Linked DNA regions of Mus musculus: regions 2, 3, 4, 5, 6 and 7 are each linked to region 1. The links are chromatin contacts, called in public HiChIP or PLAC-seq, Micro-C and promoter capture Hi-C maps. All regions are on one chromosome and are shown on one strand. The core of a region is the stretch at or near the end of the contact, and the rest is flanking DNA. Distances in the headings are between cores, read along the strand shown. Region 1 holds the start of Nkx6-1 (NK6 homeobox 1). Region 2 holds the start of Coq2 (coenzyme Q2 4-hydroxybenzoate polyprenyltransferase). Region 3 holds the start of Hpse (heparanase). Region 4 holds the start of Helq (helicase, POLQ-like). Region 5 has its middle 16 kb from the start of Gm36793. Region 6 has its middle 11 kb from the start of n-TDgtc1. Region 7 has its middle 98 kb from the start of n-TDgtc1.

What was found. Promoter capture Hi-C pulls out the DNA fragments that hold promoters and counts their contacts. Hi-C and Micro-C count contacts between places; a contact is called where the count stands out from the background. HiChIP or PLAC-seq counts read pairs in DNA pulled down with a chosen protein or histone mark.
Region 2: a Micro-C map of embryonic stem cells shows a contact between it and region 1, with 1.9 times the contacts expected there. The contact joins the promoter of Coq2 here to the promoter of Nkx6-1 in region 1. A contact is called at or near these places in 3 of 39 promoter capture datasets (the 3T3-L1 cell line, 3T3-L1-derived adipocytes and frontonasal cranial neural crest), 1 of 15 datasets of contacts at CTCF or cohesin (large pre-B cells), 8 of 484 Hi-C or Micro-C datasets (adipose-derived mesenchymal stem cells, cardiomyocytes, embryonic fibroblasts and 4 more), 8 of 115 datasets of contacts at active chromatin or transcription factors (astrocytes, craniofacial prominence, embryonic forebrain and 5 more) and 1 of 9 other capture datasets (embryonic stem cells).
Region 3: a promoter capture Hi-C map of embryonic stem cells shows a contact between it and region 1. The contact joins the promoter of Hpse here to the promoter of Nkx6-1 in region 1. A contact is called at or near these places in 8 of 39 promoter capture datasets (cranial neural crest, embryonic stem cells, hippocampal neurons and 2 more), 12 of 484 Hi-C or Micro-C datasets (all in embryonic stem cells), 7 of 115 datasets of contacts at active chromatin or transcription factors (embryonic forebrain, embryonic hindbrain, embryonic stem cells and 1 more) and 1 of 9 other capture datasets (embryonic stem cells).
Region 4: a promoter capture Hi-C map of embryonic stem cells shows a contact between it and region 1, with 5 times the contacts expected there. The contact joins the promoter of Helq here to the promoter of Nkx6-1 in region 1. A contact is called at or near these places in 5 of 39 promoter capture datasets (the SN4741 cell line, cranial neural crest, embryonic stem cells and 2 more), 3 of 484 Hi-C or Micro-C datasets (embryonic stem cells, nephron progenitors and palatal mesenchyme), 5 of 115 datasets of contacts at active chromatin or transcription factors (embryonic forebrain, embryonic midbrain, forebrain and 2 more) and 1 of 9 other capture datasets (embryonic stem cells).
Region 5: a contact with region 1 is called in an H3K27ac HiChIP or PLAC-seq map of T-cell acute lymphoblastic leukemia, with 39 times the contacts expected there. The contact joins the enhancer-like site here to the promoter of Nkx6-1 in region 1. A contact is called at or near these places in 25 of 39 promoter capture datasets (the 3T3-L1 cell line, 3T3-L1-derived adipocytes, the C10 cell line and 14 more), 8 of 15 datasets of contacts at CTCF or cohesin (the NIH/3T3 cell line, embryonic stem cells, hippocampal excitatory neurons and 4 more), 122 of 484 Hi-C or Micro-C datasets (the AML12 cell line, B cells, the C2C12 cell line and 63 more), 27 of 115 datasets of contacts at active chromatin or transcription factors (PVALB interneurons, T-cell acute lymphoblastic leukemia, astrocytes and 17 more) and 3 of 9 other capture datasets (adipose tissue, embryonic stem cells and liver).
Region 6: a contact with region 1 is called in a promoter capture Hi-C map of second pharyngeal arch cranial neural crest. The contact joins the enhancer-like site here to the promoter of Nkx6-1 in region 1. A contact is called at or near these places in 14 of 39 promoter capture datasets (the 3T3-L1 cell line, 3T3-L1-derived adipocytes, the C10 cell line and 10 more), 2 of 15 datasets of contacts at CTCF or cohesin (the NIH/3T3 cell line and stem cell-derived epiblast-like cells), 15 of 484 Hi-C or Micro-C datasets (the BV-2 cell line, the HL-1 cell line, cerebral cortex and 9 more), 16 of 115 datasets of contacts at active chromatin or transcription factors (a beta-TC-6 cell line, craniofacial prominence, embryonic basal ganglia and 8 more) and 3 of 9 other capture datasets (adipose tissue, embryonic stem cells and pancreatic islet).
Region 7: an H3K4me3 HiChIP or PLAC-seq map of embryonic forebrain shows a contact between it and region 1, with 5 times the contacts expected there. The contact joins the enhancer-like site here to the promoter of Nkx6-1 in region 1. A contact is called at or near these places in 9 of 39 promoter capture datasets (3T3-L1-derived adipocytes, the C10 cell line, the SN4741 cell line and 4 more), 1 of 15 datasets of contacts at CTCF or cohesin (the NIH/3T3 cell line) and 10 of 115 datasets of contacts at active chromatin or transcription factors (a beta-TC-6 cell line, embryonic basal ganglia, embryonic forebrain and 6 more).

What each region holds. Positions count from the first base shown.
Region 1 is chr5:101,663,014-101,666,417 of GRCm38.p6, reverse strand. It overlaps Nkx6-1 (NK6 homeobox 1), which reads left to right and starts at 1,707. Exons shown (of 3, transcript NM_144955.2): 1 at 1,707-2,856. The coding sequence starts at 2,184.
Region 2 is chr5:100,672,560-100,675,963 of GRCm38.p6, reverse strand. Coq2 (coenzyme Q2 4-hydroxybenzoate polyprenyltransferase) reads left to right here and starts at 1,708. Exons shown (of 7, transcript NM_027978.2): 1 at 1,708-1,975. The coding sequence starts at 1,723.
Region 3 is chr5:100,717,842-100,721,245 of GRCm38.p6, reverse strand. It overlaps Hpse (heparanase), which reads left to right and starts at 1,530. Exons shown (of 12, transcript NM_152803.5): 1 at 1,530-1,854. The coding sequence starts at 1,652.
Region 4 is chr5:100,797,087-100,800,490 of GRCm38.p6, reverse strand. It overlaps Helq (helicase, POLQ-like), which reads left to right and starts at 1,891. Exons shown (of 18, transcript NM_001081107.1): 1 at 1,891-2,197. The coding sequence starts at 2,018. Mrps18c (mitochondrial ribosomal protein S18C) reads right to left here and starts at 1,732. Exons shown (of 6, transcript NM_026826.1): 1 at 1,631-1,732; 2 at 878-939. The coding sequence starts at 1,721.
Region 5 is chr5:100,928,273-100,931,676 of GRCm38.p6, reverse strand. No RefSeq gene overlaps it. Among named protein-coding and RNA genes, the nearest start is that of Gm36793, 16 kb to the right of the region's middle. Within about 2 kb of position 1,861, at least 17 of the 459 cell types and tissues checked have an H3K27ac peak or open chromatin away from gene starts, as enhancers often do. A contact at or near this core is called in CD8 T cells, T-cell acute lymphoblastic leukemia and Th1 cells, where this site is marked.
Region 6 is chr5:100,980,661-100,984,064 of GRCm38.p6, reverse strand. No RefSeq gene overlaps it. Among named protein-coding and RNA genes, the nearest start is that of n-TDgtc1, 11 kb to the left of the region's middle. Within about 2 kb of position 1,609, at least 6 of the 459 cell types and tissues checked have an H3K27ac peak or open chromatin away from gene starts, as enhancers often do. A contact at or near this core is called in second pharyngeal arch cranial neural crest, where this site is marked.
Region 7 is chr5:101,089,365-101,092,768 of GRCm38.p6, reverse strand. No RefSeq gene overlaps it. Among named protein-coding and RNA genes, the nearest start is that of n-TDgtc1, 98 kb to the right of the region's middle. Within about 2 kb of position 1,723, at least 21 of the 459 cell types and tissues checked have an H3K27ac peak or open chromatin away from gene starts, as enhancers often do. A contact at or near this core is called in embryonic basal ganglia and embryonic forebrain, where this site is marked.

The sequences.
Region 1 (3,404 bases), core at 458-2,957:
CACTGGTGTATCAACTGCCCGATTTCTCAAGATCGACCAAAGAGGTTTTTTCCTTGGTTTTGGTCAACCCTGAGCAGACCTTAAAGATCGGCCAGAGGGAGCAAAGCCCTTTTGACCATCGCTCCCAATGTCAGCCTAGAAGTCGGTCGTCTCTAGTTTACTCAACTACCCGAGTTGAGAGCTTGACCAGACTTTCCAACAGTTACCTGTCTTCCCCCGAGGTATTCCTCTATCTAAAGTTGTCCTGTGAATTTTAGTGATCCTGCCTCATAAATCCAACTAATAATAATAGAGGGAGGATTTTAAAAAAATAATTATCTCATTTCTGTTAGGTTTAGACACCACGCAGGAGATAAATATTCTCATTAAGCTGATTTCATCCCCAGAGTACTGAGCCCCCTCATAAGTGATAATGATCTAGGGAGTGGGAGAGCGAAGACAAGAACGGAGAAAGAACAGAAAAGAGCAGGAGACGGAAAGATGGTGAAGGGTGACCCTTAGGCCTGCGAGGGGTTTAAAAACATCTACGGGCTTAAGGAACAACAAATCAATTTACACGATTCTGGAAGAGCCCAGAGGGCCTTTAATTAATCCCTTCAAAAGAAGGAAGTCGGCCTGGGATATGCCTCCTGCCTGCTCCATTAGCTCCCTTTTCGCAAGGGTCCAGACACCGTTGGAGGTGGGCGCCGCGCGCGAGCTGGGGGAGGATGACGCGAGCTGGCGTGGGCGGAAGAGCCGCACTTAAACTGCTTTTCCATAGAAGGGCTGGATTTTCATTATTCCTCTCTTTAAAAAGTAATGCCCTCTTCGTCCCTGCTCCCTCCTTCTCCTTTCCATTTTATTTTGCACGATTAGTTGAGCCGGCCGCTGGCTCTAGACTGGAACCACTCTTTTCGCCAGGCCCCTCCCCTCTTGGCTCCGCCCAAGTGAAGCTGGGGCGGGGACTAGGAGGGCGCGTCCTTATGGCTCCCTAGTCTCAGCCAATCAAAAGGTGTGGCGCTCCCAGGTGGGCGTGTTCTAGGAGCGACGCCTTGCCCAAGCTGAGCGCTATTGGAGGCGGTGTTTACGCCCAGGACCCGGGCCCCGCTCCTCAGTCCCGCCCCGCCGAGCCGCCCCGGAATGACGTCCTCGAAAGTTCTCATTTTGGCCCCCCACCTCCCCTCCCTTGCGTCCCCCAGCTAAAGAGAGGCAGGGAGGGGTGCAAATATTTTATTACCTTTGAGAGCTTCATCCGAACTGTCAGGCCCAGAGGGAGAGAGGAGAGAAGGGAAGAGCCGCCGAGAGGGTCAGTTTGGCCAGAGGACAGGGCTTGGAAGAGCCAAGCCTGGAAAGCCAAGGAGAAATGCCAGAGAGGCAAGAGAAAGGCGGAGAGTGAGAGGAAGAGAGGGCGCCAGGGGGTGGGACGGGGGGGGGTCTCCCGGCCGGCTTGCAGAAGAGGACGGACGATCGGAACCGGCCCGTCAGACTTTTTCCATACTTAGGTTTATTTTCTTTTATCCTTTTCGATCCGGCTAGTCCGGCGCCGCGTGGCTCGGAGGGGAAGTAGGCTCGTGGGCGCACCAAGTCCCCAGCCGCCGGAGCGGTGTCACTGACTGCCCTTTCTGGCGCAGTAACGCCGGGCCCGAGGCAGTGGCGGGCGCGATACCCGCGCCGGCCGTTTGTGCTCTGTCCCCCGGGCGAGCGGTGAGTGCGACTCAGCAGCGCGGCCGCCGGGAGAGCGGAGCGTCCGAGCGAGATCAGAGGCGCGCACCGGGCGGAACGCCGCCCGCTTTGAAGCTCCCCCAGGCGAGCGAGCCGGCCCCCGCCCTCCTACATCAAAGCGAACGCTCCGCGCCTCCCAACCTTGTTGCAAACTCTCTGGGTCGGCTGCGGGGTACGTCTTGCTGATTTCCCGCGGGGGTGGAGAAGATGAGAAGCAGAGCGCTCTGAGCCGGGAACGAGGGACCAGCGCCTGGGATCGAATCCGGGACTCCCGAAGCCGAGGAAGCGCTGAGCCCGCCCGCGCCCCCGCAGCCCTCGCCCCTGCCGCCTCCCGCGGGGCGTTTGGACATTTTTGCTGCGCAGCTCCCGGAGCCCGCGGCCGATCCACACTTCGCTTGCGCGCGCCCCCGGCACCTCGGGTTCTCCCGAGCCCCGGCGGGGCCACCGACCTGCGTGGCTGCGGGTTCGGGTCTGGCTGTGGGATGTTAGCTGTGGGGGCGATGGAGGGCCCTCGGCAGAGCGCGTTCCTGCTCAGCAGCCCGCCCCTGGCCGCCCTGCACAGTATGGCCGAGATGAAGACCCCGCTCTACCCCGCCGCTTATCCCCCGCTGCCCACCGGGCCCCCCTCCTCCTCGTCCTCGTCCTCCTCGTCCTCGTCGCCCTCCCCACCTTTGGGCTCACATAACCCGGGCGGCTTGAAGCCCCCGGCCGCGGGGGGCCTCTCGTCCCTGGGCAGTCCCCCGCAGCAGCTTTCGGCGGCCACCCCACACGGCATCAACGACATCCTGAGCCGGCCCTCTATGCCGGTGGCCTCGGGGGCCGCCCTGCCCTCCGCCTCGCCCTCCGGGTCTTCCTCCTCCTCCTCCTCGTCCGCCTCCGCCACCTCGGCCTCTGCGGCGGCCGCCGCCGCCGCTGCTGCTGCCGCCGCTGCCGCCTCGTCGCCCGCTGGGCTGCTGGCCGGCCTGCCCCGCTTCAGCAGCCTGAGCCCTCCGCCACCGCCGCCCGGGCTCTACTTTAGCCCCAGCGCCGCGGCTGTGGCCGCCGTGGGCCGGTACCCCAAGCCCCTGGCCGAGCTGCCCGGTCGGACGCCCATCTTCTGGCCCGGAGTGATGCAGAGTCCGCCGTGGAGGGACGCGCGCCTTGCCTGTACCCCCCGTGAGTACTATGGGAGGGGAGGGTGGGTCCCTGCCTTCTAAGTCTGCTCTCGGGTCGTGAAGCACACAGTGCCCCTGCGGGCGGTCAGTCTCCTGGCCGCCACACTAGTTTGGAAGTTCCGGGACAGCACGCCGTTGGCTGGGCCCCTGCAGGCGAGCGAGGGACTCGCGCTTTCCTGGGCTCGCCGAGGCTCATGCAGGCCTGGGCTCCACCAACGAGAATGCGTCTGGACAGAACACAGCGCAGCAAGCGAGCTTCTGTCTGGGCTGTTCTTGAACCTGGCCAGCTCTGGGTCAGATGGATGGAAAGCGGGAAAAGGCCTCCGCACCCCTTCCTTTCTGGCTCCTTCCTGCCATGCTCGCCCGTTCCTTCAGTAGTCTGACCCTTGTTTTCGGCAAACCCGCGAGGGTAGGCAAGGCAGCTGGCTATCTACCTCCTCGAGAAAAGCAGACTTTTGCTTGCACACACCCTCCCTGGTTGTCTCCAGCTCACCTTTTCTCCCAGCTCCCTCGCCCACTCCCAGTGCACTTGTCCAGAATGACCTGTGC
Region 2 (3,404 bases), core at 459-2,958, 990 kb after region 1:
GGGGAACGCCAGGGCCAAAAAGGGGGAGTGGGTGGGTAGGGGATTGGGGGGGTGGGTATGGGGGACTTTTGGGATAGCATTGAAAATGTAAACGAGGAAAATACCTAATAAAAATAAATAAATAAATAAATAAATAAATAAAACAAAACAAACAAACAAACAAAAAACCAAAAAAACCCAAAACCTCAAACATTTATTCCATGTATTTAGTTATTTAGTGTGTGTGTGTGTGTGTGTGTGTGTGTGTGTGTCTCCCACGGAAGGCCACAGACATCATGTCACAAAAGCAAAAGGTTGCTATTGACCCTCTATGGAGTTAACAGAACAGGGCAGAGAGCCATGGTCGCTCCTGCTTCATGCTAATAACTATTCTTTGGACTCAGTCTAGTCTTTACTTTTATAATGTCCTACTACCACTGCAGGACAAGTTGAAATGGGTTTGAGAGTGAAAAAGTTAGTGGACTTTAAAATACATTTTTTTCAAATAAAAAAAAAGCAATTTTAAAAAACAGCTTTATCATCCTTTCCCTCTAAAATAGAAAGCATTCGCAATGATTTTTGCATTTTAAATATTGTGTTGGGAACTCCAGGCAAATGGAAATAGTGTGCAAGTGTGAAAGAGCCTCGTGTTTGGCATGGCGGCACCTATGCTACCTGAAAGGGTGCTTGAAAATAAACAGCGTGGAGGCAACTTTTGGGAAAAGAAAGGAGCCTCAAAGGCCGCAAACCTGTAGAGGAGCTCAACTGGCAAGCAGCAGATGGAGCTAAAAGATCAAAGGACCAGCAGCGCTTCCCAGACTGCAAAGGCCAGCGCGCCCCCTGCTGCACCTTCCTCAAGCGCCAGGCCAGGATCACAGAACTCACTTCATAGGCTTTAAGGAAGGGCACCGAAAAGGATACACCACCATCTCAAAACACTAAAATCCAGATAAGCGACTTGTCCAGAGCCAGTCAGTGAGGGGTTACCGTGGAATAACACATACCAGGTACCTGCAAACATGCAACGGCCAACTATATTAACAAGGGTCGCATAAAGTTGGTTATTGTTTTGTTTTTCTTTGTTTTATTTTTCAAGACAGGGTTTCTCTGTGTAGCTCTGGCTGTCCTGGAACTCACTCTTTAGTAAGCTGGCCGAAAACGTAAAGATCTGACTGCCTCTGCCTCCCGAGTGCTGGGATTAAAGGAGTGCGCCACCACCACCTGGTTATGAAGTTGTTCTTGAGTGAAACTGCATCCTTTTTAGCTGTCAAACTTAGGTTCACCTCGAGTAAAGAATTTCCCTTAAGTATATAGATATAGATAGATATACTTAAATTCATATATATGTATATATATGAGTATATGTATATATGAATATACATATATAAAAATTTACATAATTTGATTTGGCTTTTTGTTTCCCTTTTAGTGTTAGAAGGTGAACATTCCATGTAGTTAACATTTTTGGACTTAAGTTTTTCTTTTTATGGTAGAACTATTCCATACAAATAAACAAACACTCTCCTTTTGAGTTCATTAAGAAGCCTGGAGATGGAGAGATGGCTCAGCGGTGAACAGCACCTGCTGCTCTCCTTACAGAGGACCCAGGTTTGATTTCTAGCACCATACGGCTCAGCCCGGTCTGTAAATCCAGTTCCAGGAGCGCGCGCGCCACCACTGCGCATGCCTGCCCGCGGCCCGTCGCCCTGGATGACGCCACCGACCGGCGTCCAGCCTGGCGCCATGCTGCGCTGGGGAGGCGCGGGGCTCGCGCGGGGCCTGCGGGCCGTTCGGTCCGCATGGCTGCGAGGTCCGCGCGGGCTCCCATTGGCCCTGGTGCGCAGCGCAGGGGTTCCGGGCGCGCGGGATCGGCGAGCCCCGGCCCCCGGGACGCAGCGGGGCCGAGCTCTCAGCCTGTCGGCCGCGGCCGTGGTGAACTCGGCGCCCCGCCCGCTGCAGCCCTACCTGCGCCTCATGCGCCTGGACAAGCCCATAGGTGAGTGGGGCGGGCTGGGCTGCGCTGCGCTCGACAGCCTGCCTGCCTGAGGAGCAGGGCCGCAGTGACCGCGACTCCGCTGCGATGCACCCATTGGGCCAGTCCCCTCGGGACTCGGTCAGGACCTTAGCCAGGGACACGCAGATTTTCCCTCGCTCTGAGCCGGGAGTCCCGGAGGCGGACGTTGATAATCACATATTCCCAGACCATTCCACAAACTCCAGACCACTCCTACCCCATTCAGATGTGAGCAGGTGCTCCTTTGCTTTCACGAAGCTTTTGATTGTTGATTTGCAGTTTTGAAGCATTTCTGCATTCATTAGTTTTCGATTTTTGCCTCCAATTATGTAAGGCCCAAGGGGCATGTAAGTAAGACTATTGAAATCAAGGCTCCTCGTCAGAGCCAGACCAGAAGGACCCCAAAAGTGTTACTACTGGGCTTTTTTTCCCCCTCATCACCGGTTACAAAGATTGAGAGCATCTGAACACAGCCGGGTTATCGTGCTTTAGAATTGCCCGCCAACGTAAACTCACACAAGCCTCTCTATGACCTTCTTTTTCTCAGTCTTTTTCATCAAAGTGCTCACGGACTATTGACACCTGTGACACAATATAAGCTCCGTCTGCACGCAAGGTTTCTGTCTAGTTGGTAAAACGATGCCCGGAGTTGTAGATGAAGTCACCTGGCCTTAGTGACAGAATGAGCTAGGAAAACTACCAGCTTTGAAAGAATTTGTTTCTGGCTGGAAAAGACAGTTGATAACCTAGGAAAGTATGGAAAAGTATCAGAGGTATAGGTCATGCACAGGAAAAGAAAAATAACTTACTGTCTCCAGAGTTCGAACAACTGAAAAAAATAGTACTCCAAAGGAAATGCTATATTATAGAGTAGAGAGGTCTTGGAGAAATATTTTCAAAATCCAAGGGTAGCTAAATATGGTGGCTCACATCTATAGTCTAACATCCAACGGCAGGAGGGCTGATTCAAGTTGCAAGTCAGTCTGGGCTTTATATTCTGAAATAAAAGCCAAACAAACAGACTTAGTGCTGAAACATTAAGACTAGGAGCCTGACCTGCAACCCTGGAAAGATGTAGGAAGAGGGATACAACTGAATTCCAGCTAATCTAGATGTCAGTATGTACAGTTTCAGCGTATGGAAGAACATCCAAATGCCAAACTTATTTGTTCTGCCTTTACCTATCCAGGACCCCCAACGTGGCCCCGTTTGGGTTTGGTGTTTGTTTTTGGACAGGGTCCCATATGTGTCTTTGGCTAACCTTGACCTCCTGCCTCCATTTCCCAGTTGCTAGGACTGCAGGCACTCTCCTCCATGCCTGGCTGGACCTGTTTTATTTTGCATAAGACAAGGGCTTGCTTTGTACTGCAGGTTGGCCACAAACTCCAGAGCTTGCCTCAGCGTCCAGGTG
Region 3 (3,404 bases), core at 281-2,780, 940 kb after region 1:
TGACAGGTGAAATCATGTCACAACACAGATGGGAAAAGGCCCCATCATCTGAGTCCCCCTTCCATAAGATTATACACCCTGGACAGTTGTCTGTTACCATGACAATTTTCTTTTTACATCCTATGGCTATAGCATATCAACTCAATGCAGGTCAAAGCATTAACTAGGCAGGTAATTTTTAAATCACCCAGACAGACAGATGGGTGCAGATTAGATATACATTTCATTAAAAATTCGTTATTATTTATTGCTTTGCTGTTGGTGCAATCTAAACGGAAAAATGTAAGTGTCATTGGCTTACTCAGTAAATATGAATGGATTACCTACTAAAGACCAAGCACAGTACCACGTATGAGCATGCCATGGGTATCCCACAGGCCCCATCTCTGCCATGGGTATCCCACAGGCCCCATCTCTGCTTCGGAGGACTTTTTAAGCCCAGAGATAAGGTGAGCAAGCAATGAGCAACATCACAAGTGTAGACAGTTCTAACATGGAGGATACTGGGAGGATGCTTGCTGTGTGTGCTATGTGAAATGTGTGGTGAGACCTCACACTGGGGAGCCTCAGCTGCCTGGAAGCTCAGGAAAGCTTCCTCAAGGGGACTGCAAAGCAGCAGAGACAGGCTGCCATCTGCTTGGCCTTGTACACCTGAGTTCAGCTAGCGCTGATGCTTGGGCAGATTGGTGTGTGTGAGTGTGTGTGTGTGTGTGTGTGTGTGTGTGTGTAGCATGGTTCAAGCTTCTTTCATGGTAACACACACACACACACACACACACACACACACACAAGCTTCAGCACTTGTTTGCTATCATTATATACCAGTGTAAAATGTCAAGGGAAAACAAAAGTTGCAGCAACCGCAAAAGATGGGTTTGGGGGAGGGGTTGCTCAGGATTCCAAGGGTAGTTGCTTGGGGGCTTCTTGCTGGGTTTTAGCGGTTGGCCAAGCCTCAGAGCAACTCTTAGGCAGGCTCTCCCAAATACTGTTTTCATAATACTGCTTTAAAAACAGGGTCCCCACCACCATCACCACCACCCCCGTGCAAGGACCGATTTCTAGTTGCATTTTAGCCAATGCTCGGATCAGGTTTTTCAAGCGACAAAGAGATACCTGAGATCCTGGGCAGAGGACATCCTAGCTCGGTCAGATTTGGGCAGGCTCAAGTGACCAGTGTCTTAAGGCAGAAGGGAGTCGGGGTAGGGTCTGGCTGAACCCTCAACCGGGGCTTTTAACTCAGGGTCTAGTCCTGGCGCCAAATGGATGGGACCTAGAAAAGGTGACAGAGTGCGCAGGACACCAGGAAGCTGGTCCCACCCCTGCGCGGCTCCCGGGCGCTCCCTCCCCAGGCCTCCGAGGATCTTGGATTCTGGCCACCTCCGCACCCTTTGGATGGGTGTGGATGATTTCAAAAGTGGACGTGACCGCGGCGGAGGGGAAAGCCAGCACGGAAATGAAAGAGAGCGAGGAGGGGAGGGCGGGGAGGGGAGGGCGCTAGGGAGGGACTCCCGGGAGGGGTGGGAGGGATGGAGCGCTGTGGGAGGGTACTGAGTCCTGGCGCCAGAGGCGAAGCAGGACCGGTTGCAGGGGGCTTGAGCCAGCGCGCCGGCTGCCCCAGCTCTCCCGGCAGCGGGCGGTCCAGCCAGGTGGGATGCTGAGGCTGCTGCTGCTGTGGCTCTGGGGGCCGCTCGGTGCCCTGGCCCAGGGCGCCCCCGCGGGGACCGCGCCGACCGACGACGTGGTAGACTTGGAGTTTTACACCAAGCGGCCGCTCCGAAGCGTGAGTCCCTCGTTCCTGTCCATCACCATCGACGCCAGCCTGGCCACCGACCCGCGCTTCCTCACCTTCCTGGGGTAAGTGCAGCCCCTAGGTTCTGTCCCTTCGTCTGTCCTCGGCTCCCCCTCGCCTGTCCAATCACACTCGCGAGGGCCAGCCACTCTCTTCGCTCAAACAACTTTGTGTTTGCTCTCTGGAGCCTCCCTCCTGTGTGCACTCACCCCTCAAAAGACTTTTCCTGATTCATTTACTCAGCGCTTGTTGCCTGGGCACCAGCCAGGTCCAGGTATGAAGTGGAAATTTGGAGGAAAACAAAAACAAAACAAACGAAGCTGTCATAAACCTTAGCACTTTGTCTGGAGCCTTTGAATTTTGCTTCAGTGTAAGACCAGTAAGCTGGTGTCCCTTAAACTCTGTTAGGAAGTTTTGATTTAAAAGAGGAAGAAAGAAAAGATAGGAAAAGCCTCTATGGAGAAGAACCATTATTCATCTTGCTGCCTTTTAAGCATTTAAACATTACTGGGCTGGGTGTGATACAGTTAATGGACTGTGTACCTCGCATGCAAGAAGACCTGCATCCATCCCCAGAGCTGTGTAATCCCTGGCATGGGCACACACTTGCAGACTGGCACTTGGGAAGTAGGTGTAGGAGGATCAGGAGTTAACGGCGATCTTTAGCAACGTAGCAAGTTTGAGGGTAGACTGGACTGAATAGGAGTGGAGGGAGGAGAGAGAGAGATGGAGAAAGGAGCCGGAGACTGACTGACTGACTGACTGGGAAAATGATAGAGGTCAGTGGGACAGACAGGAGAGAATATGACCAAAAATACACTTTATACACATTTGAAGATGTCGTGACGAAACCCCATTATTATGTATAATTAATATATGCTAATAAAAACACCATAGAGGCACGATTCTCCAAGATGAGGGTGCAGAGCGGAGGCTGCCTCATCAACTGCAGGAACCACATCTCTGGCCCCTGTTCCGTGAGTGCAGACTGTCCCCAAGATGAAAGGCTCAGGCACAGTCATAGGCCTTCTAAACTTGGGAGCCTCCAGAGATGACCACGTCCTTTGTTGTTTTTGACATTGTGTAACCACTATTGAAGGCTGACCTTGAACTTTTGATCTCCCTGCCTCTTGAGGGCCACCACACTCAGCTGACTACATCTTCACCAGCCCATTCTGTCACCATTGTCAAAGGCCTAGACTTCGATCGCATGTCCAAGCCCACACTATCTGGCATCACTGCAGATCTCACACAGATTCATCCCCATGGCTAAGGGTCTGGTAGTCCAACTACCCTGTTTTCTCCAATCTGACTCATTGGATTTCTGTAATGGCTTGAGAGAGTTGGTGCTTCTTACAAAGCTTGAAGGTTAAGCTAATTGTTTCGTCTTGCCTAGCATACACAAAATCCTGGGTTTCATCCACAACATTTTGTAAAACGAGGCATGGTGGCTCATGACCTCCACCCCAGCATTTAGGAGCCAAAGACGTAAGGATCAGCAGTTCAAGGCTATCCTCGGCTACATAGCAAGGCCGGGGTGAGCTGCAGCAGACGTTATCTTAAAAAAAGAAAAGAAAAGAAAGAAAAATGTAAAGGTCTGTTGTGATGGTGGACG
Region 4 (3,404 bases), core at 642-3,141, 870 kb after region 1:
TTATTTTAAAGTATGATGCATGAATTAGATGACTAAGGTGGAGTCGCATGTGTTTAGACAACTGCTTTGGTATCTAACATAATCTTTTAAGATTTTGGGTTTTTACACTTGATTTTAGCCAAAAGACACAACAGTGATTGGTTTTGTTGTAGTCCAGGATGTATCCAACTCACAAGCTCCTCTTGCCTCAGAGCTTCCTAAGTGCTGTCACAGTACGTGTATACCACCATATCTAGCTTGCCTTGAATATAAGCTGTATTCCTTCTCAGCTCCAGCTAAATTCTCGTGTGCTGTGATTAGGCTCCCACATCCCTGTTCACACTTGAAACCCATAAAAATACACCTATAGTTAAGAAGCAACTAGTTGAATGTCTTACTGTAAAACTTGAATTTGGATCTTTTATCAAGGTAGCCTGTCAGGTTTCTATTACCTACAATTATCCTACCCACCGAAGCTATATTTAGATATTCTCAAATCATGTATCCTTATATTTAATATCTATGAAGAAGAATACATTACAGACTGAATCTAGGAATTCTCTACAAAACACAAGTGACTATAGTCAATAAAAGATAACCATTATTTTGTCCTATAATTGAATTCCAAATATTAAAAATTAGGCTGAATTTGGAAATGAATTAGTAATATGGGGGGAGGGGGACCTGGGGCTGGATAGGTGTCAGTGGTTAAAAGTACTCCCTAATGTTACTAAGTACAGGGTTTGAATCCCAGCACCCACACCCAGTGGCTCACGACCACCTCGTTCCAGCTCCAGGAGAATCCAATGCCCTCTTCTGGCTTCCACAACTCCCCTCCCCCACATACATACAAATAATAAAATAATGTCTTCTTTAAAAAAAGAAAACGAAATCTTACCAGGTCCTCATTGCTGGTTACCTGTTCAAACTGTGAAAAACATCGTCTCCAAATCACAGAAACTAAAGAGAAAATGGCGACAACACAATTGTTTTCATTCGCTGCATATCTAACCAAGATTTACGTTTTTAAAGATGCTAGATAATCAAAGGGCACAATATCAAACATTCTTTTCAATGATTAGTTAGCAACCTGTTAGATTTGGGACATAATAGGACTCAAAATGAGCGGTTCCAAAGGCTTTGGATAAAGGACATATATACTTCCTCTCCTATAAATTCTTTCTCATTTCTACAGTTACGGATTGAAATTCAAATATGTACAGAAACAACAGAATGGTACTGTCATTCCAAAGGAGAAATAAAAAGATTCAAGACATTGACAAAGAAGCATAAAACAAACAAACAAAAAAAGAGTTGACTACACCTTGGAGACAGGAGCCTAGATAGCATAACTGTTTCCTGAGAGGCTTCGTCCAAGCAGCGGATGGAAACAGATGCAAGAGAACCACAGCCAACAAGTGTCCAGAAAGTCTTATTGAGGAGTCGGGGCGATAGGTTTTTGTAAAGTGAATAAGTAACGGGGTAAAGTGGTTGACTACACCTCAAAGTCCTCTTCAGCTCTAGGAAACTAGTCTACGATGACTCGAGCCTCCCACTTATCTCAAACCTAGTTCTATTGAAATAGTCATTTTGCTAACGGCGAGGACCCCACCGACAATCAGCGGCTATAATGCTATGCCGGACGTTTTACCTGCTTGAGTTCCGCGATCCGTGAAGCAGCCAGCCGCGGTTGTCAAATTCTTCCTCCCTATACCACTGCACAGAGCAACCAGAGCGGCCATGGTTCTCCGCCCTTCCTCTTCCTTTCTATTTCCCTAAGCGCCCCGACAGGTCCTTTCTGGTGCTCTTCCCCTGTCTGCCCGGGATTCGACGCAAAGGTTCCGGCGCGAACGCGGCCCGGGTTTCAATGCACTGCACCTTTATCTTCCCGCGCTTCCCGGGCCGGAAGTCACGTGACCCGGGGCTGCGCTGCTGAGGGATGGAAAGCTGATGCTGGGTCACCTGCTGTCTCCAGAACGGCGCCACCGGCTCCGGGCTGCACCCAGGGCGGCTGTCGCAGGGACTCTGGGCCGTTGTCATGGAGGACGGCTGTCCCCGCATCCGCCGGCGGGTGTCTGTCCGCAAAAGGAACCGCGGCAACCTGGAGAACCTCCGTGCCTCCCCGACCCCGGCCGAGCTCCAGCCTGCCGAGGACACGGAGGACGAAGCTGCAGCCGGGAGCCGCCGCCGGAAAACCGGGAGCCCGGAGCACGCCCAGGTACAGCCCTGCTGAGTCCCCGCATCCCCGTTGACTCGCCCGGTCCTGTCATCCCAGGGGCTGCGGTGGCAACCGCGTGTCCCGCCCCGGGCACGGCTGCGCGGGAGGTGAAACCGCCTTCTTCCCAGGTGCACATCATGAGTAGCCTTAGCTCGCTCTCTCACCTTTGTTATCCTTTTATCTCCATCACTTGGGAGACACTGCTTAAACCCCCGACTTCTAGGTAGATGTCAAACCTACATGCTCCTTCCATCCCCTGTCATAAAAAGTATTCACGGGGCAATTAACTGGCTTGACAGAGAGAAAGCTAGCCTTCCAAATGGCTCGGCTCTACTTTACTGATAAAACATTTTTATTGATGACCCATTAATTGCTAGTTACGTTATTAAACTAGCCATATTATGTAGACTTTTACAACGGTAAGTGAGTCCAGGGAAGTTGAGAGACTAAAGTTGTGACTCAATAAATAATTATCACCTCCCAGTTTACATCTCTGTTCTGTAAGCCACCATACATGAGTGTGCACATGACTGTCTCAATTCCAAGTTCAGAACAGAATTTCATTGTAGTGTCTAGTGGAACATTGTAGTGTCTAATGGCACAATCATGATTTTGTAGCAGACCAGCTTCTACGTTAGTGCCTGGGCCGGAATTACCACAGTTATCAGAAGCATCTATTGAATCTTGGAGAGAGTTACTGTTCTTTCATTCTTAAGTGCTTTAGCATAGGTTTAAGAATTAAAATGCCAAAGACTGGGCGGTTAGGTTCAGCAGCGGAGCCTGGGGCAGGCCCTGGGCTCACATGGCAGCACCAGAATAAATAATTTAGAATTCCAGTATCACCCCTTGGGGGATGTATCTGAGTTGACAGAATGTTTGCTTAGAATGCCCAACACCCTGGGTTTGATCCCAACACCTCCTAAAACCAGGCATGGTGAGGCATTCAGGAAACAGGCAGGAGGATCAGGAGTGTGTAGCCTCAGTAAGGTGAGATCCTGTTCTGACTTTTAAAAAAATGTTTCTTAGCATCCTGATATCCCATAATAAGCCAGCAGTACTGTTTAGGCAAGTCAGAGCAACTCTCTGGACTTGTTTCTTTTGTTTGGTGATGATAATATGTATTCAGAGGATAATTTGCATATAGTGATATCATTGGGATAGTCCTTTGCTGGGACATTTGTTTTTTTAAAATGAGGATGGAATTCAT
Region 5 (3,404 bases), core at 612-3,111, 730 kb after region 1:
AAACAGAACACACAGCCTGCTTTCCCCAATTAAATTTCTGTATTAACCAGAGTCCATAGATCTCCTCAGCTTCTGCTGCAACCTGTCTGCCCAGCCATCTTGCATTGCTGACAGGTGACAAATAAAAGCCACATATCTCGGACTCCTTTGCAAACACATTTGGTAAGATTTAAATTCCGGACTCTGTTGTTGTGCAGAGGGAGAAAGGCATCTGTCTGCTTGTAGATTCAGCAAGCAGATCACGGCCCACGCTGGAGCCAGCATCCCGGTCCCAGATCTTAGCCCCAGATGGATGTCTCTGAGGTTACATTAGAGACAATGGCTTCTAATGACCTGTGACTAACAGAGAGTCCTGGGGCCTGCTGATTCTCCAAGGTCCTGACTCTGCCAAGGTGACCTTGGGCTGAAATTTTGGAAGCCACTACACAGTCAGCTGGGGTCTGTGGCTCTGATCCTTCCACATATACCCCACTGCTCCCTTTCTCTTTGTTATCAAAGGCTGAGGTGGTTTTTGCTACATGCAACTGAACACTGACAACCCAACCCAGGAGTTAACTGCCAAACCTGAGTGTCCTCTGCCTTGCAACAGACAGAGTCCTATCTAAACAAGACATGCGTCTCAAGGATTCTTATTTTATGCTACTTTAATGACTCCTTAAAAAGAACATAAAATCCCTTTTATGTCTCCTTGTCCTCTCTCCTCCATTTTTAGCCAGCCTCCATTTCCTGGGTCATGGTAAGCTCTTTGAAGTAGGCCTGTTAATGCAAGGGCGATAAAAAACAAGACGTGCCTTGAAAAGATTGGAAGAGTATGGGTGGGGCTGGGTGGAAGTAGGAAATTCCATTATTTTACTTTAGTACGAAGTATTTTGTTTAAAGATCTCTGCCCACCCCACCATCACCACCCCCACCCTGGTGCCAAACATCAGAATCTATCGGTCTATCTTTTATGAAGGTAGAACAGAGCCATACCTTCCTGAGTTGTCTGAGAGAATGACATACCTAGCTCCCTCTTTATATTTCATTTGTTGGGTTATTTTTTTATTGTTGTTGTTGTTTTGTTTTTTTACAGTGCCTCATTATAGAGACCAAGTTGGCCTTGAATCCACAGTCCCTCCAGCCCCAGCTTCTCGGGTATTAGAATTATAGGTGTGTGCTACCCTTCCTATTCTTTCATCTTCCAGCATGTACAGCACAATGATTAATCATACCAATAATAATGCCCCTATTGTTGAGAGCAGCGCAGTACAATAGTTCAGTGGCCGCTTAAACCTCACATCACTCTGATACATCGTTTCTTTTCTGAAGGAAACATGACATGAAACATAAAAAGGAAACAAAATAAAGACACAGAGTAATTGTTTTATCTCCAAAACTACTCCGCCTTCCAGTTCATCCTTCCATCCCTCATTCCCGATTTAGCACAAAGAGACCACACCCCTCAAGGAGGGACCTTCTGGAGGGAGAGGGAAGACTGTCTATGTAAGGCTCCAACACAGTTCTGCAGAGGATTGCCCACTGTGCCCATGTTATTACTCAAAGAACCCCCTGTGACCAGCTCTCAAGGTGGAGACAACGTCTCTCTTAAAGAACGCATTGCCTCCTTCTGATCTCCTTTCTGCCTGGGTCTGCAGCTGTTTGTTAGTTGTGCAACCTTGAGCCAGCTGTTTCAACTCACTGTGCCTTGGTTTCCATGTCTCTCCAATGAGCTACACTGATCTAAGGATCAAAGATGAGATCATAAAGAGGGTGTGGGTGAGTGCTGACTTGCAGTTAGCACTCAGTGCATTTTATTCAGGTTGTTGTGGTTACATTACAAGGGTAACTCCACATCTCATTTAAAGCAGACGGGGGACTAGAGAGATGGCTTCCTGTTTCCTGCTCTATCCAGGAAGTTCAGATCTTAGCACCCACATAGGGTGGCTCACACTTGTCTGTAACTAACTCCAGGGACTCTGATCCTCTCTTCTGCCTTCCACAGACACCTGCATATATGTGGCATGCATTCACTCAGACCTGCACATACACATAAATAAAAATAATAAATCTTGGGAGGAGAGTACACAGGTTTCTATTTCCAAGGGTATGAGGAGAATCTTAAGGTATAGCCTTTCCACCCTAAAAGCAATGTCACCAGGGTGGCGACACCAAGTCTGTCATCTCAGCTGCTTGGGAGGCAGCAGCATGAGGATCACAGGTTGATATTGCTTAGTGACTTAACTAGATTCTAAAATCTAACGTAAATAAAGGTCTGGGAGTAGTGAAGCACTCGCCTGTGCAAGCTCTGGTGCCAGCACCTCCCCTGGAAACGTAGCTCATTTGTTTTAGTCTGGCTTGGTTTCAGCTCTAAGCCTGTCCCTGATTCCTAAAACCTGGGGACATTAGGGTTTGCTTTGACAGTCCACAGTGACTTGTAGCTCTGTCCCCAAGCCAGAAGTCCTTTGGTGCATTCCGTTGTCTCTCAAAAAACAAGTCCCTCTGAAACAGATTGGGACCCACCACCCACATCCTAATTTCAGGACCGAAGGATTTATTCCTGCAGCCTGAGGATGCCACGTCCCCATAAGCGCTCAGCTCTGAGCCCCTTGGAGCTGCCCCTGTGGCTGACAGTATCCATGTGACCAAAGCCTTCCCCTCTTCTCAGGGTAACCTGGGATTCATTGGGTATAAGAATGTCAGATCTAGTCCGTGAGCTCCAGCGGGAGATAATGCCCTGGTGACATGGTGGCTGCAAAGTTGCAAGCTCCTTGGGTCACCACACCACAGTGTAACATCTTCCCAATCTCTCTCCAGCAATTGCCAAAGCCCAAAGCATGTTTGGACACCACCCCCCACCCTGCTAAGCCACAGATTGCCGGTGTCTCAAAGGAATGCATGTGTTAGGAACTTGGTTTCTAATGCATCAATGCTGGGGGGCAGAACCTATGACTGGAGATTGGAACAAGTCAGTGTCACGATCTTGAGTAGATTAGACACCATGAAGACAGTGTCCAATGAATGAGGTACCTTCTCTCCAAGATACACATTTCCTGACTCTTCCCAATACTTCTCAGTCTCTGCCTTGGGAGCCTGCAGAGCTGTGCAATGAATAAATGTGTATTCTCTGTAAATTACCCAGCCTCTGAAATTCCATTTCGGAGGTAGAAATGGGGACTAAGATGCCACAGCATCTGTGTAAATTTAAGCTTCAAACTTGCTATGGGTCTATCTTCAAAGCCACTCCAGAGCCCCTGCCCCATTCCCCACCCAATTCAGCTGCATGGTTCAAGGTGTGTCCTGTCAGGTGACCACCTCCATCAGCTCCTCCCTCGCCTTCTCCTCTTGTTTGGTCTAATCTACTCAACAGCTTTGGGTTTGCAGATGTTCAGATCCTAAGTTGTTCCCCTCATCAGTTTCTTAGGGCT
Region 6 (3,404 bases), core at 360-2,859, 680 kb after region 1:
AATGGATCAAAGACCTCAACACAAAACAAGATTCACTGAACCTGACAGAAGAGAAAGCGGGGAATAGCTTGGAACTCATTGGCACAGGAAAAGACTTTCTCAACAGAACACCATTGGCACAGGCTCTAAGATCAACAATTCATAAATGGGACCTCATGAATCCGAGAAGCTCCTGTACGGTAAAAGACATCACCATGGGGACAAAGTGGCAGCCTACAGGATGAAAGGATATTTTCACCAACTACACATCCAATAGAGAGCTAATCTCCAAAACGTATAAACGATTCAAAAGACTAGATATCGAAAAACCAGCCCAATTTTACAAAGTGGGGTACAAGTCTAAATAGAATTTTCAAAAGAGAAAACTCAAATGGCTGAGAAACACTTAAAGAAGCGCTCACCGTCCTTAATCATCAGGGAAATGCAAATTGAAACAACTTCGAGATTTAATCTTGTGCCCATCAGAATGGCTAAGATCAATAAAAGACTCATGGTGGTGAGGATACAGGGTAAGAGCACTCCTCACCATTTGTTGAGGAAGCTATCTTTATTCCAGTGTGCATTGCTAGCTTCAATTTGATCTCATCAATTAACATGTTTATGTTTGAACCAGTACTATGTTGGGTTTTTTTATTCATTGATTCTCTGCTTCCCATGCTTGATAAAGTCAAGTCATTCGTTCTCAAACAAGCAGCAGGCTCTGCTCCCTGCACTAGATTGTCTTGCATCAAAGAGAGACTCTCACCTAGGTCTGCACAAAGCCACAGTAAAACTCAGAGAATCTACCTAAAACCTACATACACACACACACACACACACACACACACACACACACACACTTCCAAATTATTGAGGTTCCTTTATCTAAAAGGAAAAGGAAGGTGGGGGAGAAGGAAGAAAAGAGGAAGAGGAAGAGGAAGAGGAAAGGGGGAACAGGAAGGGAAGGGGAAAACCTGGAGGCTTGGTGGGTGTGGTCTGAGGGAAGGAGTGGAGAGGCCAATGGTATCCACCCAGCCTGCCATTCCTTGCGCTGTGAAAATAATCTCACTCTAGATTGGTGCTACAAGGTAAACTCCCAGAACTCCAGCTAACCCGTGGCTGAAGGGAAACCGGGAGAGGGAAAAGGTCGCAGAAACGCCTAGCGGGGAGTATATGCAAACTAAATCAAACGTATTGTTCAAAATTTACAGTGGGTCATCTCTTCTTTTTCTTATTTCTTTTCAATATCGAATGAAGGGCTGACCAGCAAGGTCAAACTCCCCTTATTAATGAGGCATTGCTGGGGCTCTGTCCCATTAGGGCGCTCAGAACGGTGCATTTACTGCAATTTGCCGCACTTAATAGAGAGAGGTCAGAGCGGGTCACGTTCAATTTCCACTTGGCAGAGGGAGGAAAAATGGAAGCAATTCATTTGCACAAATTTGAATAATTCTTCTCCGTCTCCTTTTCTTTATCTACTTATGGATAATTCCTGCATCTTACCTCACTCACAATCATTTCAGAACTGCCAACTGCCAGATTTCTATGAAGGCTGTAATGGAGCTGACAGATTCTATGAATCCAGGTGTCAAAATAAAGCCACCGGCTCCGTCCCCCGCCCACCTCTCACAACAGGGAATAGGAGTTGCCTCTTGTGGGCTCTTAAACTTATCATAAATGTATCAAGATTGCTGTGGGCCATGAAACAGCTGTAGACAATTAATCTTTCCACAATTCTTCGGCATAAGAATTGCTTTCCCCCCGCAAAGTAACATCTGCCGTGCTGAGGTGATTATTCACGGCCGATGGGCGCCGCCATACTTTTATGCATAGAGCCATCAGTGGCAATGAAGCAAAATTTATAGTTTTCCCTGGTTCAGTAAAAATAACATTTCAGCTGCATTAAAACATCATCCATCAGCATTGTCCCAGAGCCCAGAGCCCCATCTCATCCGCAGAAATTAAAAAGTATTCATTTTAATGCTAACTTCTGAAGCTTGCAATACCAGGATTGCCTCTGGGGTGGGGCACAGCCAGGGCGGAAGGCGGGAGGGAGCGGCTGTTAAAGCAGCACCGGGGAGCTGACCATTTAATGTGCTAGTACCTTCCGAGGTCGCTTGGATTACTGGACTGTGGCTCTTATTTATTCATAACCCTGAATGCTTAATCAAAAATCCTCCGATTACATTGAACATCTAAAGAAAGAAAGTTATTTCACACAAACATAATATAATTCCTTACTTTATGGGGAACAGCATGGGCGATGAAAGGCAATGGCAGCCCTTCACGATGCAGTAAGCATTTTGATTCTTTAAAACAATCGTTTAAACGTATCTTATGGGGTATCACCTGGGCAAGGGGCAGTTAGCCCTTCTGGAACCTCACTCAGCGTCATGCCAGAGGGCTTGGGATTCCCTCTTGAATGTGAAAGAGACGCCTAGGATGGCAGTCAGCGTTCACCTGTAATCCCAGGGAAGTGGTTCAGAGGTTCAAGGCTAACCTCTGGGATACATGAGGCCCTCCCTCAAAAAAAGCCACAAACAACAAATAAAAATAAAATAGTGAGCTTTGGGACCAGAGTCTCAGATACTTAAACAGAGGAAAGTCAAAGAAGAGAAGGGGACCTGAGGTCAGAGGGCCCACCCAAGCCTTTACCCAGGGTAGGGCTCCAAATTTAACAATTGGAAAATAAAATACAAATGTCATAGCCATGCTCACACCTGCACGTTTAACTTACCCACTCTCCCAACACTGACATTTTTGAAAGGTCATGTAATTAGTCTATTCAGTCAACATTTACTTTAACAATATGTTCCAAATCTCATGCCACATGCTACAAATGACCATAAAGACAGAGGTCCTGCTTTGGGGTGATCTATAGTACAAGAGACAATTATATAGACAAATACTTGGAACACGGTGATGAGGAAATCTAGTGAAAGCAGGAACAAGGAGCTAGAGTTGAAACACACACACCTCAGCTGGGAAGACTGGAAGAAGACATCCATTAAATACAGTTTACAGAAAAAAAACAGACACTTAAATTCTTGCCAGCTTGGGCATCAAAAATGGTGTTGCTACCCCTAGACGGTCATGAGCAAACCAAGTTAGAAAGTCCCCAAGACATGCTAAGAAGTAATGAGGTAGAAGGTAAAATTGTGGCTAAGAGCTATCCCCGATGTCCAAATGAGCTGCCTTCGACCAAGGTTTTATAAAGTATGAGACTCTGTATAAAGGATCTCTCTGAATTAGTGTTTGTCCTTGGCATGTTCTCATCCAAAAGTGAAAGCTAATCATTCCTACTCATTGGAGATTCTCCTAATTTCACAGTCGATGAAACCTGGGCTTCGCTGCAAGCCAGAAGTTGAATTTGGCAAAGGTTAAAGAGCAGATTCAGGTTGCTGTGTCAGTGACTCTGAAAGCAC
Region 7 (3,404 bases), core at 474-2,973, 570 kb after region 1:
AGCAAACCAGGGGCCATGAGTAATGAGAGCCCTAGCTGGTTGGGCAGATCAGGGAGGTCAGGAATTGATGGACTTATAAATCCTAGGACCATGTTTCCCAGGTCACCCAGGAACAGTAGAAAGACGAGAAGAAGCCATAGCTGTGTCCATCAGGTGAAGACAACCACGGGCCATTACCCCATTGTCACCTGCCGACATCCACCATAACTCATGCAGCTGTGAATCAACCTCCAACAGAATACCATAGAGTTCAAGAAGTGTGACAGAAGGAAAGGCAGTGACCAGATTTTAAAATATTCCAGAGGAAAGATATTTCAGCTGGTTTGTTTTCTCAGGTCTCTGTACAACTAGGATCAACCACCTTGATCTAGCCAAGGCAATTAAATTTATAGGGGTGTAATTTGCTCATATGTTTGTTGGGTTTTAGTACCATTATTATTATTACTAATATTATCATTATTATTATTGGATTTGGTGGTGGTGGTTTTGGTTTGCTTTGGACATTTATTTATTTATTTATTTATTTATTTAGAGACAAGGTCTCACTACATAACCCTGGCTGACCTAACTCACTATAGAGATAAGGCTAATCTCAAACTCACGGAAATCTGCCCGCCTCTGCTTGCAGAGAGCTGGGATTAAAGACACGCTCCACCATGTCCAGCTGCCATCAGCGTTTTTCAAAATGCACCAGGGAATTCCCAAGTATGGACAGGATTAGTTAGTTTATTTCTTTATGCATTAAGTTATCTAATATTTAGAAGGAGCTACGAAGGCCCTCACTGAAGAGTGTACAGCACATCAGTCAGCTCGCAGGAAGGGATGAGAAACAGGCCGTCAGCATGCTTCTCAAGACCCAGGCAGTCTGAGGTTCTCCTCAGATGAGTAGGAGGCAGCTGAGGTTCTCCTCAGCGTCCGCAGAAGTGAAGAGTCAAAGAGTAGATCTTCTTCCATGTAAAAGCTCCATTATTGATGCCTTCCCTGAGTCCACAAAGCCTGCTGGGTCCTGCCATAGCTCCGCCCCTCACTCACCTGGACAGAGCTGGAGCAGGGATGTGAGACTCTTCGGGGAGAATCTTGCTGAAGATGTTGCTGTGAGCTCCTGTTTGTCCTGGGAAATGTCAGACTTCGTCTACACGGCAGAAGAGTCTGAGTAAGGTCGGTGTGAAGGGTGAATACCGGGCACAGGAGACAGGCACTCTAACTAAAGCACACGCCCGCAAGAGGCTCGTGCGACTAGTGTATCTAACAACCTCTAATTAAGTCGTGTCATGTAGCCAGATTTGACTCGGAGAGAGAAATGCCTACAGTAATTGCGTCTAGTTCATTGTGCAGCACGTTCGCCATCATAACTGCTAATTCAATTGTACGTTCAGCCAGCCAGCTCGTCGCCATTAAGCACGCATTTAATTACTTCAATAAAGGATTAATATGCAGCACACCAAAGGAGGGACTGAACACGGTGCCAAAGCACACAGCTGCTCCAGCGTTTAGCCCAGAGATAAAACAAGAATATCATTGGGCAGCATAATCCTGTACCAAATGCATCATTACTCAGTGAACATTCCAGACTTTTATTTTCATGCTTGTATGCACCGATCCACATGCACAGATTTCCATGTCATGAGAAAGAGCCGCGAGAGGTGCTCAATGGCTTCCCATTGTCATCTCAATAGGGTGCCCGGCCCCACCCCTATCTTTCTCTGTGCTTGTAGGGCTGTGCTTATCTTGTCTCCGGGAGAAGGCTTACAGTCCTACATTACAACATCCTGAGATAAGAGCCCTCCCTTGACATTGTTCCTGCCCTGGCTGCAAACAAGTAACAAACCTGGCATGTATAAAAGAGAGAGAGACAGACAGAGAAAATAACAAAGCAGGGCCCCCCTCCTTCCCAACTCCACCTCAAAGGACAGCCCATCAATTCTGCAGGAGGTACACAATCATTATTGTAGGGGAAACAAAGACCAGTGTCAATTGTGCAATGTTATAAAGCAGTCCCTCAAATTAAAACCATGTACCTAACTGCATGCGATGGCAGAAGCTATTTAGCAGTGATATTTTACAGAAAGGCAATGAAAAGCAATAACTGCTTTATTTAATGTATCTGTTCAATCCAGCTGCCCTGGATAGGGCTTAATAGAAGCTGTCGATCAATGTCAGGCCCTTAGAAATAACTGCAGCAGACTGCAATAAACACGCGGGGAAGATAACTGGAACTACTGATCAGCCTCTTGTTACCTCTCCTGTGCCCTGAGATTTGTCATTTGTTTATGCTACTCATAATGGCTGGCTGCACGGGTATCGCTTCACCCACCTGGTGGTGGTATGGGTGCCTCCTCGGGGTGCAGGAGAGAGAGATCAGGGGGAGAAGCTTCGGAAAGTGAAGGAAGAAGAATAAATAGAAATAGGAGACCCAGGGCAAGGGCGCCATGGAGAGAGAGGAGTTTGGAACATAGAAAGCACACATTGCGGCATCGCTCCTCCATCTTTACCATCTCATGGTAGGTTTTCCCGTAGGATTAATGAAACACACAGCAGTCATGTTTAGCTTCAGTGTCTTTTCCAGCAGTTCCTGTGTTGTCAAGAAGATGCTATGCAGTCCTGTAACCCTGACGGCCCCAACTGGGAGTCTACTGGCTTTCTTCACCCACCCACCCTGGTTCCTTGCTCCAGCCACAACCTTCCAAGATACATCCTACCCCGCCCCGTTTTTATAAATCTAATTTTCATATTCGTTCTTTAAGTTTTGTCTGTGGCTGCCATGGTTCGAAGATGGCAGAGGTAGGTAGATATAGCAAAGGCCTGGTCATCCCCATAGTCTAAAATATTTCCTGACCCATTCTAACAAAAGTTTTCCATCCACTTAGAAGTCACCACCTCAAAGCATGGATTTCCAGCCCAGAGCCCACAGCCCATCTCTGCCCTGGTGCTTTTAAGGGGTCCCTCCTTCCGGAAGTCTCCTTTACTCTTAGGTATAATAACATAAAACATAATTCGTCTTTAGTGCCCCATATCTTGCATCCCAAAGGCTGGCCTCAGTATATATTTTAAACATCCGGATGGAAAAGATGACTGATTTTGACTTTAACCTCCTTATTTTTTTTCTTACCATCCTCTTCCCTTACTAATTTCCAATTAGCCCCACCACACACCATTCAATCAGTAAAAAGAGTGTGAAGGCTCTCCCATCCCAGCTGTCTGGAGACCCCACCTCTGCCCACTCAGTTACCTTGGCCTGGGTTACCACAACCTCTTAGCCAGTCTTCTGATCTTAATCACTGGCCTTTAAAGCAGTGAGGTGTTTAAAATCATAATTACATTATTTAACATTTAACATAATTAAGTACTTCCCGGCAGTACAGTCCAAGAACTCCATATCTATCCCAGCCTCTCTGAGCCCTTCA